Regions from separate parts of the Mus musculus genome. Here region 1 is linked to region 2. The links are chromatin contacts, called in public HiChIP or PLAC-seq maps. All regions are on one chromosome and are shown on one strand. The core of a region is the stretch at or near the end of the contact, and the rest is flanking DNA. Distances in the headings are between cores, read along the strand shown. Region 1 overlaps Lrrk1 (leucine-rich repeat kinase 1). Region 2 overlaps Chsy1 (chondroitin sulfate synthase 1).

Region 1 (7,811 bases), core at 4,017-6,516, 140 kb after region 2:
AATATTTCCCAGTCAGCTTTTAAAGGTTTTTTTTTTCCAGCCCCAGACTACACCCATGTCTTCTAAAGTGTTATTTATTTATTTTTTAAATGCAAGCCTGCTGTCCACATGGGCATTGCTATCACCTGCATCAGGCAGGGTCACTAGCACTGTGATCCCTCATAGCTGATCACACCAACACTATTTGCTAAAACAAGTCTTCTTTACTAAATTACAATGTCATATGCTTGGCATTGTAATTACTTTGCCATATATTAAATTTGTACATAGTTATCTCTCAGGAACTCTGAGGAGCTGGTTCCAGAATGCCCCCTCTACAACAGCCACCAAAATCCATGCAAGAACCCACACACATCCTGCTTAGCCTTCAAATCGTTTCTAGATACCTTGTGTTGTCTGAGCCTGTGGATGTTGCGGGAACAGCTATTATACTGTGCTGTTTAGGGACTAGAGAAAAGTGTGCAGGTTTGGTACGAATGTGACTTTCCTGTCAGCAGTTGTTTGATCTCACAGATGTTGATTTCACAGATACTGTAGGGTAGACTGCATTTACTCATATCTATTTTTGAATTTTCTTCCACCAGTATTTCTTGTTCATATTAAACCTACATACATGACTGATCAAGAAGTTCACTGTGTGTATACATATATAGACATGCATGTAAACACGTGTATGCATGTGCACACACAGACACACACACACACTGCAGCCCACAGAGTGCAGCATGGGTATGGCCTATGGCGTTCACTTCTTGCAAACTCATCTTGGCCTCTGTGGCATTTCTCAGCCTCACCTCTCAGAACCTGTTCTGCTCACATTCACTCCTTCAAGGCAGAGAAGGGAGCTAGTCTGTTTAAAATGGCCTACACATTCGCCCTTGTTTTATGCTCTTGTCCCGATGGACATTCTGAAGGTGTAGTTGGCTTTAGAGTCTCAGATTTGATCAAAAGTTGATCTGACAGAGGTAGAGGCTAGAATAGTGGTTAGTGGAACCCAGGGAGATGCAGGGGTAATGGGGGCAGAGGGGGTGGATGGTGGGTGCTGGGGTGCCCCCTGGATAGCCTGGAAGAAAACCTCTCGTGTTCTATAGCTCAGCAGGATGACTGCACCCGAGAACTAATTGTACATTTCTTAGCAGAGGGGACTTTCTATGTTGTTAACACAAACAACTATCAGTCTGAGGTGATGCAAATGCCAATTGTCTCTGATCTGCGTTTTGCACTTGGTTTTCTCATATGCAACATAGATGACATTTCCTACTTTACGTGTGGACTGAGACTCCTGTGTCTACAGTTTAGGCAGTTAGCTATTAGCATTGCTGGGCTCCAGATGGGGAGTTAGGGCCATAGGCACGCACACACACAGACACACACACACACACACACACACACACACACACACACACAGACACACACACACACACAGACACACACACACAGACACAGACACAGACACACACAGACACACAGACACACACACACACACACACACACAGACACACACAGACACACACACACACACACACACACACACACACACACACGGTTAACAGTCACCATTTACACTGACAGACCTTTCAGCTGACCATGAACATCTCTGACATTTCAACCGGGAAAGGAAAGGCAAAGCTCAACATAACGACTTGGATACAAGACAGGAGGATCTCATGGTCTCCCCAGCCCAGCACACACCTGTCTCAGTTCCAGAACGCTGGCGCCCTCTGGTGGTGAACAGGGAGATCCTCTTTGTTTTAAGCCCATCTTCATTTCTGTGGAGGGGAAAGAGAACACTCAGAAATTTGAGGCCAAGCATGACAAAGACTTGGAGTATACTAGCTCTGACTACATCACATAGAACCACAGAGAAGGCAGTAAATTCTATCAGCATGTGCTTGGGCCTTCCTGCAGTTTGTATGAGGGAACTCGGGGGCCTTCTGGAAGAAGCCATTAGGAAGGATAATCTAGTGGTCACAGTCATTATCACATTCTCAGGCTTTCTAGCTTCAAGCAGGTGCTTTGGGTATGTGTTCTATTTAGCGATTACAGAGTAACCATCAGCCAGTGACCCCAAGGGGCAGGGCTCTCCAGGGCTCATTTTCAACCCATTCATCTATCATTGGATGGATACATTTTATTCCACCTATGAACACATTAGTAGCTGGTAAAGAATTTATAGACTTCTAGTCTAGGCTGAAGTGAGAGACAGGATGTTCAGGAGTCTGCAACAATTACAGCTGGAAGGTCCCGCTCGAGGGCTGTATGATGTCGCCTGGAATCCTTCTCTCAGGATTTTGGAGCTGGGAATACGTATTGGAATACTCTGTGGTGTACCTATTCCCTCTTCCTGGAGGGAAAAGAGAAACTCCTACGTCTCAGGAAGCTTGGGAAAATTCTATCATTCACAAACCCTCAATCCCTGCAGGCTATACAAGGAACCCCCGTTGCTGGGTAAGAGTTGACTATGGGTGGAGCTAAGGTAGGCAGGATGCAGCTTTTGTGGGTTGGCACCTATGCTTGGGGTGCCTCTGACTCACCCTGAGTCCCGAAAGTAACCCCAACACAGTCGTCACTTCTTCAAGCCAGACTTGGTGGGACTGTATCTGTGCTCTGTCATCAAGTGTCCCATACAGGGAAACATGTTTGGTCTTTTCTCCCCAGGAGAATAGTAGTCACACAGTAGTACCCTTAATCCAAAAGTTTAGAATCCAGATGCCTCCCAAAGACTAACCCTGTGAGTGCTGGTGTGGTGTTCAAAGGAGAACATTCCAGACCTGACCTCAGAGCCATGTCACAGTTAAAACTCAGGCATGCTAAAAATGCTGTTGGGGGCCTGTGACACACACACACTAGTCTGTATTTAGCTTTGGGTCCCATCTCGGGATGTCCGGGATACATCCAAATACTTCAAAAATCCCAGAGACATCTAAAATTTGAAAACCTTCTGATTCCAAGCATTTCTGAATAAGGTCATTCATGAATTAGGGTCTTTAAGAAAGTGGTTATGTTGGCATGAGCTCTTTAGAATGCTCCCTACTCTAATATAGATGGTGTCCAAACAACAACAACAACAACAACAACAACAACAACAACAACAACAACCGTAAAGAGAAAGATCATGGAGATATATGTGGATGGCCACTTTCTTGTTTGTTTTTTAGGACAGGATTCCTCTGTGTAGCCCTGGCTGTCCTAGAACTCCATCTGTAGACCAGGCTGGCCTTGAACTCAGAGATCCACCTGATCTGCCTCCTGAGTGCTAGAATTAAAGGCAAGCCCCATAACAGCCTTGATCTTTAACAAGTCAAGGAGGGAGGTCTCAGGAGGCACCCTGGTCTCAGATCTGCAGCCTTCATATTGCTGAGCAACTGTTTTATAGGAGTATTTCATCCACCCTAAGTGGGATACAGCAGCTTGGCTCTGGTGCTGTCCAACACATATCATCTGTGGTTCTATATACACCAGAGGTAAAGAGGCCCACTGCTTACTTGCCGAGCTGGTTTCTGGAGAGGTCCAGGGTCTTGAGTTGGGTGCAGGTCCACTTCTCTTGAGGTGGCAGCGACAACAGCTGGTTTCCCTGTAACCTCAAGAACATGAGGGCCTGAAAGAGGGAGGAGAGAGGGGGAAAGATGATGTTACACATGGAAAGGGAAAAGTTGTCATGACGGTTGGCAGGCTCCCTGTCAATGTACAGCCAAACAATCCCAGCCTACTTCTACTTAGGAAACTCCCCAGATCCTCTCAAGCAGAGATGAACAATGCATTTAGACTTTTCCTCAAGGTCAATGAGAACTGTAGACTAGAGGGACTATAAAGGCCTGAGACCAAAGATTCTTTTTTTTTTCTTGTATATTTTCTTCATTTACATTTCAAATGCTATCCCAAAAGTTTCCTAAACATCCCCCACCCACGCACTGCTCCCCTACCCACTCACTCCCACTTCTTGGCCCTGGCTTTCCCCTGTACTAGGGCATATAAGGTTTGCTAGACCAAGGGTCCTCTCTTCCCAATGATGGCCGACTAGGCCATCTTCTGCTACATATGCAGCTAGAGACACGTGCTCTGGGGGTACTGGTTAGTTCATATTGTTGTTTCACCCATAGGATTGCAGGCCCCTTCAGCTCTTGGGTACTTTCTCTAGCTCCTCCATTGGGGGCCCTGTGTTCCATCCAATAGATGACTGTGAGTATCCACTTCTGTATTTGCCAGGTACTGGCAAAGCCTCACAGGAGACAGCTATATCAGGGTCTGAGACCAAAGATTCTTAAGAGTCGTGGTTAGTGGTGTCTGCCTGGAGTACACAGAGCACCACTGGGTACTTCCTCCTTGGGCGGTGCCCAGAGAGACAAGACAATGGGTGACCTGATCTGCCTTAGCCACATGTCCTCAGAAGCCGAGGATGGGCTCCCTGGGGTCCGCACATAGGGAACTCATCCCTGTGTGCCTTGCCGTATTCAGGCCCACTGAGTGACCTCAGTTGTACAGTTTGGACCCCTTGGGATCTCCACACACACAATTCATCCACACGCTTTGCTGTATGCAGGCCTACGGGGTGGGGGTGGGGCTATTCCCTTGGAAGATGTCTTTCCTTAATGAGAGCAGCAGAGACACACCTTCACTTTTCTTGGTGACATGAACACAGATCCACCTACAATCTATGTGGCCCAAGAGACCCACCACATAGCTGTACCGCATTAAGCCCCCTGTGTGTTTCGGTTTCCCTTGTTGATGCCATGAGTCACCATGGCCAGAATGGTTGCCACCCTCTGCATTTCTATAAAAGCTTCCCCGAGTGATTAGCCCAGGGCCTGGGCTGGGATGTGAAGACCTCTGCTCAGTTCCCAATATGAAGAAAGAGACCAGGGGAAAACAGGAATTTTACAGAACATAGTGTTGAGATTCAACGCGTCTCCATCCCTCTTTGCTGGCTAAGCTATACTGCGAGGCGCTGGTGTGAGGGATAGCCTCAGAATAGGGAAGTGGTAAAATGGTAAGAAGGCGTGGCCAGTTAGCCACTGTGGGCACCAGTGACAAGGGTTCTCATTCAACAGCGCTTTAATTTCACCTAGCCATGAATACAAGTGGGTTTCTTCCTTCGTCCCATGCTTGCTTAGGGGAGCCTATGACTTGATAGCCCTTCTTTTCTGCGATACGCATGTTGAAGGGATGCTTGCTGTCTTTTGGCCTTCTGGATGATCTGAGCAGCTTGTCTGCGATTGCTAGGGGCTGCACCTGGGTGTTTAAACATGGTCTCATTTCCCAGGCAATGTGGTCTGTGAGTCACCACCAGGCCCTACAGGGAGTGCCCTAATGCTTTTGGTGAACAGTTAGCAATCCCTTGCTCTGGGTCTCACAGGGTCTTACAGCCTGCCTGAAGACTCTTAGAAGGCAGTGGTCCAGTGCTCAGGACACAAAGTCTCTCCTTAGAGTGGTGGCGCTCCGTGGGAATCTCTGGAGGCCAGATGGAGTCCATCTCTGGCAAGCGTCAGAGTTTTGACTGGGGCTGGAGCTCAGAGGTTGGGCACTTACGGACTGTATGTGAGACTCTAGGTTAATTCTCCACTACAGCCAAAAACAAAACAAACGTGCCACCGTGAGTGAAGTCCTGAGGGTCATTATTTTTGATGAGGAAGTTCTCTAAAAGGTCCATATGTTAAAGGAACAGTAAAGCTGGGCACTCTGGCTCTCAGAGTTACTGGTAGGTGGTGGAACCTTTTAGAGCTGGGGCCTGGGAGAGGTGTTCTGCTCACTGCTGGTGTGCCCACGAGGAGGATATTGGGGCCACATCTCTTCTGTTTCCCTGTTAGTTCAGGTCTTGGCTGTGAAGTGAACAGCTTTGCTCTCCCATGGTGCACTTCCCCACCACAGGCCCCAAAGCACTAAAACCAACATGGTGGGTTGTATACGGACTGATACTTCCCAAACCTTGTGCCAAGGCAAGGCGTTTTCACACTGGTTGTCTCTGGGTTTTTATTATGAATGAGAGGTAATGAAAAGCTGACTAAGGCAGGCAAACAAGCCCTTCCCTGGCACAGCTGTTTCCTGGTGACTATTCTCCTTCCTCTAACTTGGCTCAAGACCGCATGTCTTTGATGGCTCAACTAACCCTTCACTTTTTCTACTTATGTGTCTCACAAACTCGGAAAAAGCACATAGGTTCCCCAGGGTCCAGAGTGCTTTTTCTTACCACGGTGGACAGTGAGAAATGAAGTGCCATTGGACTCACGTCAAGCTGGAACAATCCCAGGGGCACCTCTTTCAGAGAGTTCTCAGAGAAATCTGCATCCCGAAGGTGGCTTTTCCAAAAGACAGCCATTTTGTCTGGCAGCGATTCCAGGGCATTTTTGGAGGCTTTACAACATTTCTAGGAGTTTGAGGGGAGGGGGAGAGTGGTAAGTAGATTTGTGAGTGTAGAGCTGCCCAGAAGTCTGTTTGTAAATCTGATGTCAGAAGTGAGGCTACTGGGACAGGGCTCTGTGACCACAGTGCAGAGTGAGGAAGAAGGCTTCCAATTCTCTGTCTGCTGTGTTGTCCTGTCCTGCAGGAGCAGGGAGAGAGTTTCCTAGGGGAGACAAACGTGCCTCATCGTCTTCCCTTGATCACCATCCGGTCCATTGTCCTGGGAAATAACGGACCGATTCAGAGCCACGCTCTCGGGAGTCAACTGCTTTCCCCAAGGACGCGGCCAAACTAGAAATGCTTAGTCTTTGGTTTGAAACCAACAGAAACAAAGCACAAATATTCCTTATGTCATTCATCCGTTTCAACCAGCCAGATTCCCAAGAAACAAAAACCTCATTTAGTCTGCAGAGCTCTGGATACAGGCCCCTGCTTCTTCTCACTTCTTTAGTGCTCTTGAGAACCGCACCCCTTTTGGCATTTGTGTTGGTATGCATGCGTATATCTGGGTTTGCATGTGTGCGTATGAGTGCATGTGTGCATATGCGTGCATGTGTGCGTTTGCGAGCATGTGGAGACCACAGGTTAATGTTGGGTGTCTGACCAGCCAACCAGGGACTCTCCTACCCCCACCTCTCAGTGCTGGGATTACAGGCAAGTGTTGCCATGCCTGTTTTTTTTTTTAAGTTTGTGACATGTATGTACGTATGTATACATGCTCACATGTGTGCTTGTGGAGGCCAGAGGTTGACATTAGGCCTCTTCCTCTGTTGTTCTCCACCTCAGTTACTAAGACCAGATCTCTCGCTTGAACTCAGAGCTGGGAAACATGGTTGGTCTCACTAGCTAGCTCACCCTAGGAGTCCTGCTTTGGGTGCTGGGCTTACATTTGACCACCATGTCTGCATAGCATTTAAATGGGGGCTGGGGACCCAACTACAGGTCCTTATGTGTGCATGGCAACCGCTTTACCCACTCAGACATCTTTCCAGACCCACACTCAGCTTTTACTGTGTGTGGATTCTTGGGGGTCAAACTCATGCTTGTGTGGCAGGCCCTTTACCAAAGTGAGCTATCTTCCATCCCTTGTGCCATCATCCCGTGCTTTACAAAACGTTGTAGCAGCTACTGTGTGTCCCTTAGGCTAACTGGCTTACAGGGTGACAGCCTGACTGAAACTGTGGACCTCTCTCCTCAGCTACAATGTAGAGGAACAGGAGAAGACGTGAGGATGTAGAGAGCGGCATACAAACTCGGCTGTGGCTTTCAGGATACAAACCAAAGGGCAGGACCAGGGATCCGGGAAGCTCTTCAGGTTGTTCCTGGAGACATTCAGAGAGGTGAGAGACTTGAAGGAGTGCATAAATTGGACAGGGAGCTCTGTCAGCCTGTTGTCAGCTAGATCGAGTTCTTGC
Region 2 (7,279 bases), core at 179-2,678:
TGTTAATCACACCACACCGCCCTGATCTCAAAAGAAAGGAGACATTTAAATGGGCCCTGCAGGTAGATCTTGCCAGCTTCTTTAGGAAGAATCAACATAACAATTAGGAGTATTTATATAGGTACTCACTTAGATAAATCAGAGATGGAAATAATTAAAACTTTGTTCCTTTTCATCTCAGGAAGTTGCCTGTGGGTCACTGTTAGCTGCTAGGGTTGCATACATGAAGTGTGTGTGACGAGGACACGTGAAGAGAAGCTAGGGCATGCATTCAGGCTTGGATCACAGCTCTCCTGCTTGGTCTGGTTGACTGTTACACAGCTCCTGGTTGTGAATCTTGGTGTAGAACACTGTTACTCACTTGGTGGTGTGGCTCTGGTCACTTATTTTGTCATTAATTAAATCTTAAAGTAGTAATATTGGTTATTTCTAAGTAATAATTCTGGTTAGTCTGGTATTTCTGGAGTTAATATTTGCTCAGGGTTTTTCTGGTTTCTGTTGGTAAACATGATTGACTATTGCTTAACCCCATGGGTACCCCCCTCATGCACTGCACACAGACATCCAATTTTTAAAGAAATCTTTTTTAAATGAATTTTTTTTTAAATCTATGAAGTATGGGAGGTCTTCCCATCTTCTAGTGTCTTCTTTAGTTTCTTTCTTTAGTGTTTTATGTTTTTCATTGGAGAGGTCTAACATCGTAGGTATGCTTTATTCTAAGGTCTATAAATTCTTCCTTTTTTGAAAAAAGCTTTTCCAGCTTGATGGAATATAAGTTTCTAAAGATGTATCCTAATGCTTTTCTGAGTTTCTTCAATATCCTTTATTGGGCCTGCTTTTCTACCTCTGATTTGGTTAATACGGATCTTCCCTCTCTGAGGTTGGCTACCAGTGTACTGATTCTGTTTCCTTGTTGTTGGTGGTGGTTTTAATTGTTTTTTTTTTTTTTTTTTCATTTCATTAATTTCTGTTGTAACTTTGACTATTTCTTTCCATATGCTTACTTGAGTTTGGCCTGTGTTTCTTTCTCCAGGCCTTATTATATCTACCCCATTTTACATGAGCGTAGCACGGTTTGATACCTGACCATCAGTGGGACATGAGGAGATGAGTGTGAGAAGGCTCAGAAAGATGTGACACTTTCCTTCTGTCTTAGTTAGGGTTTACTGCTGGGAACAGACACCGCGACCAGGCAGTCTCACAAAGGCAACATTGAATTGGGGCTGGGCTGCAGTTTCAGAGGCAGTGCATTGTCGTCATGGCGGGAAGCATGGCAGCATGCAGGCTCACTCGGTGCTGGAGAAGCCAAGGCTTTTGTGCTTTTATCTGAAGGAAGCCAGGAGGAGATGGTCTTTCACACTGGGCAGAGCTTGAGGCTAGGGTACCTCCAAGCCCCACCTCCACAGCCACAGACTTCCTCTAACAAGGCTGCATCTCCTCCCATAAAGTCACACCTCCTAATAGTGCCACTTCCCATAGGCCAAGCATATTCAAACCACTACACCTTCTTCAAATGGAAGTCATTCTCACAGGGTTCATGAGTAACCTATTTTTAAAAGAGTATATGCTTGCTTTGTATCTGCATCTACTTTTTATTTTACTTACTCATCTCTGTCTGTCTGTCTGTCCGTCTATCTTTTTTTGAAGCAAGGTCTCTCTCTATAGCTCAAGCTGGCCTGGAATTCAGTGTGTAACCCAAGCTAGCTTCGAGCACATGGCTTTGACATGCTTAAGCATGCCAACTGTTGTGATTACGGGTGCGAGCCACTGCTCTCAGCTCTCCTTTTTATAGTTATACATAATTGATACTGAGTAATGCAATCAAGATGCCATGAAAATGGAATCGTTCTCTGTGCTGCTACCCTGCCTCTCCCGTTTTCCGTAAGAGAGATGCTCTGGTCTTCGGCTGATGCATGAGTTACTTCTTTGCCAGTAATCTTCATGCTTTCTCTCTTCTGTGACTTTTTCACTACTCTTATAACTCCGTCGTTTTAGCGTATCTTTTTATTCTTTTTAATTTTTTAATTCTTTTATTTTTATTTTTATTTTTGGTTTTTCAAGACAGGGTTTCTCTGTATAGCCCTGGCTGTCCTGGAACTCACTCTGTAGACCAGGCTGGCTTCAAACTCAGAAATCCGCCTGCCTCTGCCTCCCGAGTGCTGGGATTAAAGGCGTGCGCCACCACGCCCGGCTGCATATCTTTTTATTTATTTAGCCAATACTGCCCTCAAGGTTAGTTATTGTTTGTTTAGGGAAGTTCAGGTGGTCAGAAGTAGAATGTCATAACTAAACACTATGATCGGTTTCTGTTTTAATATCGGTAAGTACTTTTATTAAACATTTTAAAGATTTACTTATGTTTACTTTATGTGTATTAGTACTTGCCTTTGTGTGCAAGTCATACCACACGTGTGAAGGTCAGAAGACAATGTGCAGGAGTCAGTTCTCTCTTGCATCATGTGAGTTCTGGGATTCAGACTCACAGCAAGCACCTTTACCCACTGAGCCATCTCACCAGCTCTGAAATGATCTTAAGGGGTTTTAAAATAGTATTGTAAGTGATGTAACTTTCTACATGTGCATGCTAAGAGTCATATGCTTTATAACTGTAGACTTAGAAATGCTGCTTATAGCCGGGCGCGGTGGTGCACACCTTTAATCCCAGGACTTGGGAGGCAGAGGCAGGCGAATTTCTGAGTTCGAGGCCAGCCTGGTCTACAGAGTGGGTTCCAGGACAGCCAGAGCTACACAGAGAAACCTTGTCTCCAAAAACCAAAAGAAAAAAGAAAGAAAAAAAAAGAAATGCTGCTTATAAGGCCAATTTCCAGGGCTGGAGATGTGGTTGTGCATTTAAATTTAGTCCTGTCTCCTGCCATTGCTGCCAGGCAGACGTGTGGGATACAAACATGCAGCTAATCACACACAGAAAAATAAAATTTTTTAACTCACCTTTCACTTATGGAGTCCCATTTTGTTTTTTGAAGACAATTTAGAAGACAGTTTATAAGATACAGCTTATGAAATCTGTTCATAGCCCAGAAGTGTATTGCAATAAAATGGTGGCTTTTAAGATGCTCTTTTATCCTCCCAGCCCTCATTCTCTCAGAGTTCCTCTTCCCACCGCACTCACACATGCACACGAAGTGGAGACTTGTGGTCTCATCGCATGCAGAGATAGAGGCAGGGTTAGAAAGTGGGATGCGCAGGGACTCGAGGTAGCCAGGATGTCAGTGCTGCCTTCCACTGCAGTGAGGGGCTGGAGACTGGCTGGGGCGTTAGGCTTCACTGTGCTTGGTGCAGCTCTATCTCAGCACACAGTACCAAATGTAAGCAGGGATATATGGCCATAAATGGGTAGCTAGATAGTTGTTTTGGCCATGTAATTAATCTGGAAGGTAGAACTCAAAGTGGATAATGAAATAGAGTTAAAAACCTAAATGTTTCGGGATTGTTTCTCAGGTGAAGTACCCACTTACAATGTGTGTGTACGAATGAGCAAGATAAACAGAGTCAGCATGCGTCATTCATTGAGGGGAATGGTCTCACCATAAATGAGCTTTGTGGTTTCTTCCTTTTGCTTAGAAGCACTAGGCACAGTCCGTGGGTTGATAATACAACATAAGTTACCCATTTGCGTTCTTTCTCATTTGAAGCTTAAGAATAATACTTTTAGTAATGACTTCCCCATGAAAGTCTCCCTTACCACACAGAAGGCAAGTGGCTCCCTGCTTTTAAGTTAATCCCATTTGGACAAAATGCAGGGCAGTCCCTGGTTCAGGCCTGGGTGGGCACCTGACTGCAGATGCACGTGAGGAAGGGCAGGCAGTAGGAATTGTACGCGTCATGATTGTCCTTTCTTCCAGGGATCCTCCGTTGCTGGGGCTCTGGCATGCCCACACACAGAGCAGAAGTGATTGCAGAGTGGGCTCCACAGCCCAGAGAATGTGTTTTCTTAGGAAAGGTACCCGTCACCCAGCATGGACCACTGGCTGTTTGCTGCCAGGAATGTTCATCGTCCACATCACATCGGTTGCTTTTCAACCCTTCCTAAACTCTAACCCAGACTTAGAGATCCTTGAAGCTCATAAAGTTTTGTTCAAACATTTTAAGTAGCATTCCTCATTGAAATGTTACTGCTGATGATGTTAAAATCTGTATGTGTCTGGTCTGGAGCCTCACAGTGACTCCAATAAGGAGACTGTCATGGTGCTCTTGTGTGGTTGCTTGTTCCTGGGTATGTGGTTAGCTTGGCCTGGGGCTAGCCTTGGCTACTCTTTGCTCCTGGAAGTGCTGTTATGCAGAGATGGGGGTATGAGTGCCCCTTCTTTCACTCCCTCCCCTCTCACTGCCTGGGGTCTCTGCTCAGAGTCCAGCTTGCTGGAGAGGCCTTCTCTGACTCACAGGTGGGAACTACACGCATCTCTGCTGCTGTTCATTTCTTTGTAGTTCTACAAAACTCTAGTCACCATCTGAAATGTTACTAGTTATTATATGAGCTCTTGGAAAGCAGGCCATCACCTCCTGCTCTGTGTGTGGACCCAGGTCTGGAGACCTGGTTAAGTGAGTTCTTTTGATTTCAAGATTTAAGTAGAGGAAGAAAGGACTGCTCAAGGGGACAAGATAATTCTTCAACGATGATTTGATTCCGCTCCAGGGTGTGGAGTCTGCCCCACAGTTCTGTTGTTGAGAAAATCCAAAGCAGGTAGAGGAAATGGTGAGGGGATGACCTGTCTTCTAAAGCAGTCTGACAGACACAAGACAAGGCAGAGATGTCCTTATACACTTTTAGTTCCCCTGTTAATGCCGCGTGAGGAGAATGCCCTGGCAAAATTAGCTTCTAAGTGCCTGTTTCTAAGCAGTGCGAGGCAAGCCTCTCCAGTTTGTGCTGTGCTTCTGGACTGCAGGGCTGGGGATAGGTAGGCCTGCCATGTGTCCTCTTCCCTACACTTTGCTCTCAGAGGCCTCCCTCAGGGTCTGCAGATGCAAATGCCGTGCCTCTAGTTTATCTTTTATTTTTTTATTGGTTGGCTTTGAATTGGGATATAATACTTGATAAAGTCTATAAACCAGAAGAGCACAAAATATGTAGAATGAATTTTACAATAAAAACAAAAATCCTAGAGAGCCATGACCTTGTAGACTGTAGTATTTGACCTATAGATTTTGTCTTTCTATCTTTGTCATCCCTCTCTCCCTACTACACTTCCTAATTTGGTAGTTTTCCACAAAAGAACTAGAGTTCTCCCTTCCTTGAGATCTGACCCTCCTGTGTGTTCATATGTCTGCTCCCACCCCCATCTCCCTACCACACTTCTCCCTGTAACTTGTGTTCCCTTCGGATTTTGTTTTGCTTTGTTTTGGCAACCCCTTCTGCTAGAACTGGAGTCATTTAATCATACAGAGATGCTTGCTGTGTTGCTACCTGACTCCTATTGACTAGAGTTACTGCCCTGTGCTTTGAGGAAGCTGTGAGGATTGGATCCTGGCACTGGCTAAGTTATGTTAAGGCCCTTCCTAGGTACCCTTTCAGCAAGCCAGGCCCCACCTTATATATATTTTTTTTTTTTTAACTAGGCCTTTGAGCTTTTCACTCTACACAGTGTCATCCAGAAGAGGGTAAGCACTTGATGCCACATCTGGGTAGGACTTTTCATTAGAAGGTAGTTCTATGTATAATTCATCCCACACTGCATGGCCATGATTGCTTCTTTTGTTAATAATAATGATGGGGTAGGGAAGAAAATGGCAAACGCACGTTTCCTCTGACATGGAATCTGGCATGAAACCAGGAGGGGGGTAGTATACTCTAGGATGAGAACGAGAGCAGGGCACCGGGGGTGGGGTGAATATGAACAATGTATAACAAACACTACATTATACAAGTCAGACCAACCCAGCGTTGTCTACACCAACCAAAGCAAAAATTAATAAAAGACATGATGTTAGAGAGCTCGGGTGACCGAGATGGGGCTCTGAGCAGTTTTCTGACTGCAGAGTTATCATAACCTTATCATGTGATTACCTTAAACCAAGGGAGCAGTACTCACAGAGCCATTTGTTCTATAGTCCAGTGCTGTGTGTGCTGCATTACACAAAGGACTTAAGTCCTACCAGCAGCTTTTGTTTAACTTTGCCAAGCTCAGTTCTCAGTGACTCTGAAATGGGCCCGGTTTCTCTACTAAATATTCCAATTTCCGAATTGGAATCTAACCAGTGAGGCTCAGAAATATAGTTCACAATTTTTACCATTACAAGCCCAGTTTAATTCTCATGAAGATTTTAGTTTTATGAATGAAGTCTTTAAAATGCAAAGTACATACTCCTTGAATTTAATTGAGTGAAAATTGGCAATACCAACACAAAACTTATTAGGGGAAAACTAAAAGGGTTGTGTAGGACAACCATATGTCCCAAGAGCCTGGAACAGCTCAGTATGTGCTGGACAGCTGACCTAGTTATTAACATATGCCTGCTTTCAAAAGTTCTGCTTTGCGGTGTGAATTATCTGGGGATGTTGCCATGTAAGAATATTGATTTAAATATCTAAAATGTGGGAGTGACTATTTAAATTAATATTGTTAAATTAATATTGTTTTGAAACCATTTTTTAGAACAAAAGGATAAAGTTTTGCATAATGGAACTCTAATCCAGACAAAGTGTCCGTCCATCTGGAGCAGCGATAGCATACTGGTGTACTGTATTTAATGAGGCGCAGTAATGTAAACAGCTTGCAGGAAGAACAAGGGCCGAGTGAGCATGTTGGCATTTGTTGCAGAGGACATGGGATACTTGCTAATGAAAACTCTAGAAGGCATTTGTTAGGGAAGATTAGATGTGCACAGTTGATGGCTGTTCCCAGCTGTGCTGGAAGTTCCTGGGAATAGCATGACCTTGGAATTACTCAGCTTTAGTTTACAACTGAGTGGCACAGGTCCTGAGATATCTTAGAGCAGGGAGATGCCTCTGCTGGAGCCAAGATGGTAGAGGGACTTTGTGAGACAAAGAATAAGGGCTGTTTCAACACTGGAACGCAACCCATAAGTTTTTTAAATGTTTTAAACATTTACAAAGGGTTCTGTGATTTTTAAAAGAAGGAATAACCTTGTAATTATTAAATAAAAGATTTTCATTAGCTAATGTTTTGTTTACTAAGTACCTTTTAACTTTCTGTTATAGTATTCTTTTTTTTTTAGTTTTTCCTTCCTTCCTTCCTTTCTTTCTTTCTTTCTTTCTTTCTTTCTCTCTGTCTGTCTCTGTCAGCCTTTCTTCTCTCTCTCT

The links. HiChIP or PLAC-seq counts read pairs in DNA pulled down with a chosen protein or histone mark.
Region 1: a contact with region 2 is called in a BATF HiChIP or PLAC-seq map of CD8 T cells, with 5 read pairs. The contact joins two enhancer-like sites. A contact is called at or near these places in 3 of 15 datasets of contacts at CTCF or cohesin (CD8 T cells, pro-B cells and stem cell-derived epiblast-like cells), 11 of 484 Hi-C or Micro-C datasets (CD8 T cells, the G1E-ER4 cell line, Th1 cells and 6 more), 6 of 115 datasets of contacts at active chromatin or transcription factors (CD8 T cells, the HPC-7 cell line, acute myeloid leukemia and 3 more) and 1 of 9 other capture datasets (embryonic stem cells).

Annotation. Positions count from the first base shown.
Region 1 is chr7:66,299,170-66,306,980 of GRCm38.p6, forward strand. It overlaps Lrrk1 (leucine-rich repeat kinase 1), which reads right to left. Exons shown (of 34, transcript NM_146191.3): 9 at 7,676-7,811; 10 at 6,224-6,361; 11 at 3,486-3,598; 12 at 1,693-1,769. Among named protein-coding and RNA genes, the nearest start is that of Gm45989, 21 kb to the left of the region's middle. Within about 2 kb of position 5,267, at least 80 of the 459 cell types and tissues checked have an H3K27ac peak or open chromatin away from gene starts, as enhancers often do. A contact at or near this core is called in CD8 T cells and memory CD8 T cells, where this site is marked.
Region 2 is chr7:66,158,818-66,166,096 of GRCm38.p6, forward strand. All of the region lies in intron 2 of Chsy1 (chondroitin sulfate synthase 1), which reads left to right. Among named protein-coding and RNA genes, the nearest start is that of Chsy1, 53 kb to the left of the region's middle. Within about 2 kb of position 1,429, at least 8 of the 459 cell types and tissues checked have an H3K27ac peak or open chromatin away from gene starts, as enhancers often do. A contact at or near this core is called in CD8 T cells and memory CD8 T cells, where this site is marked.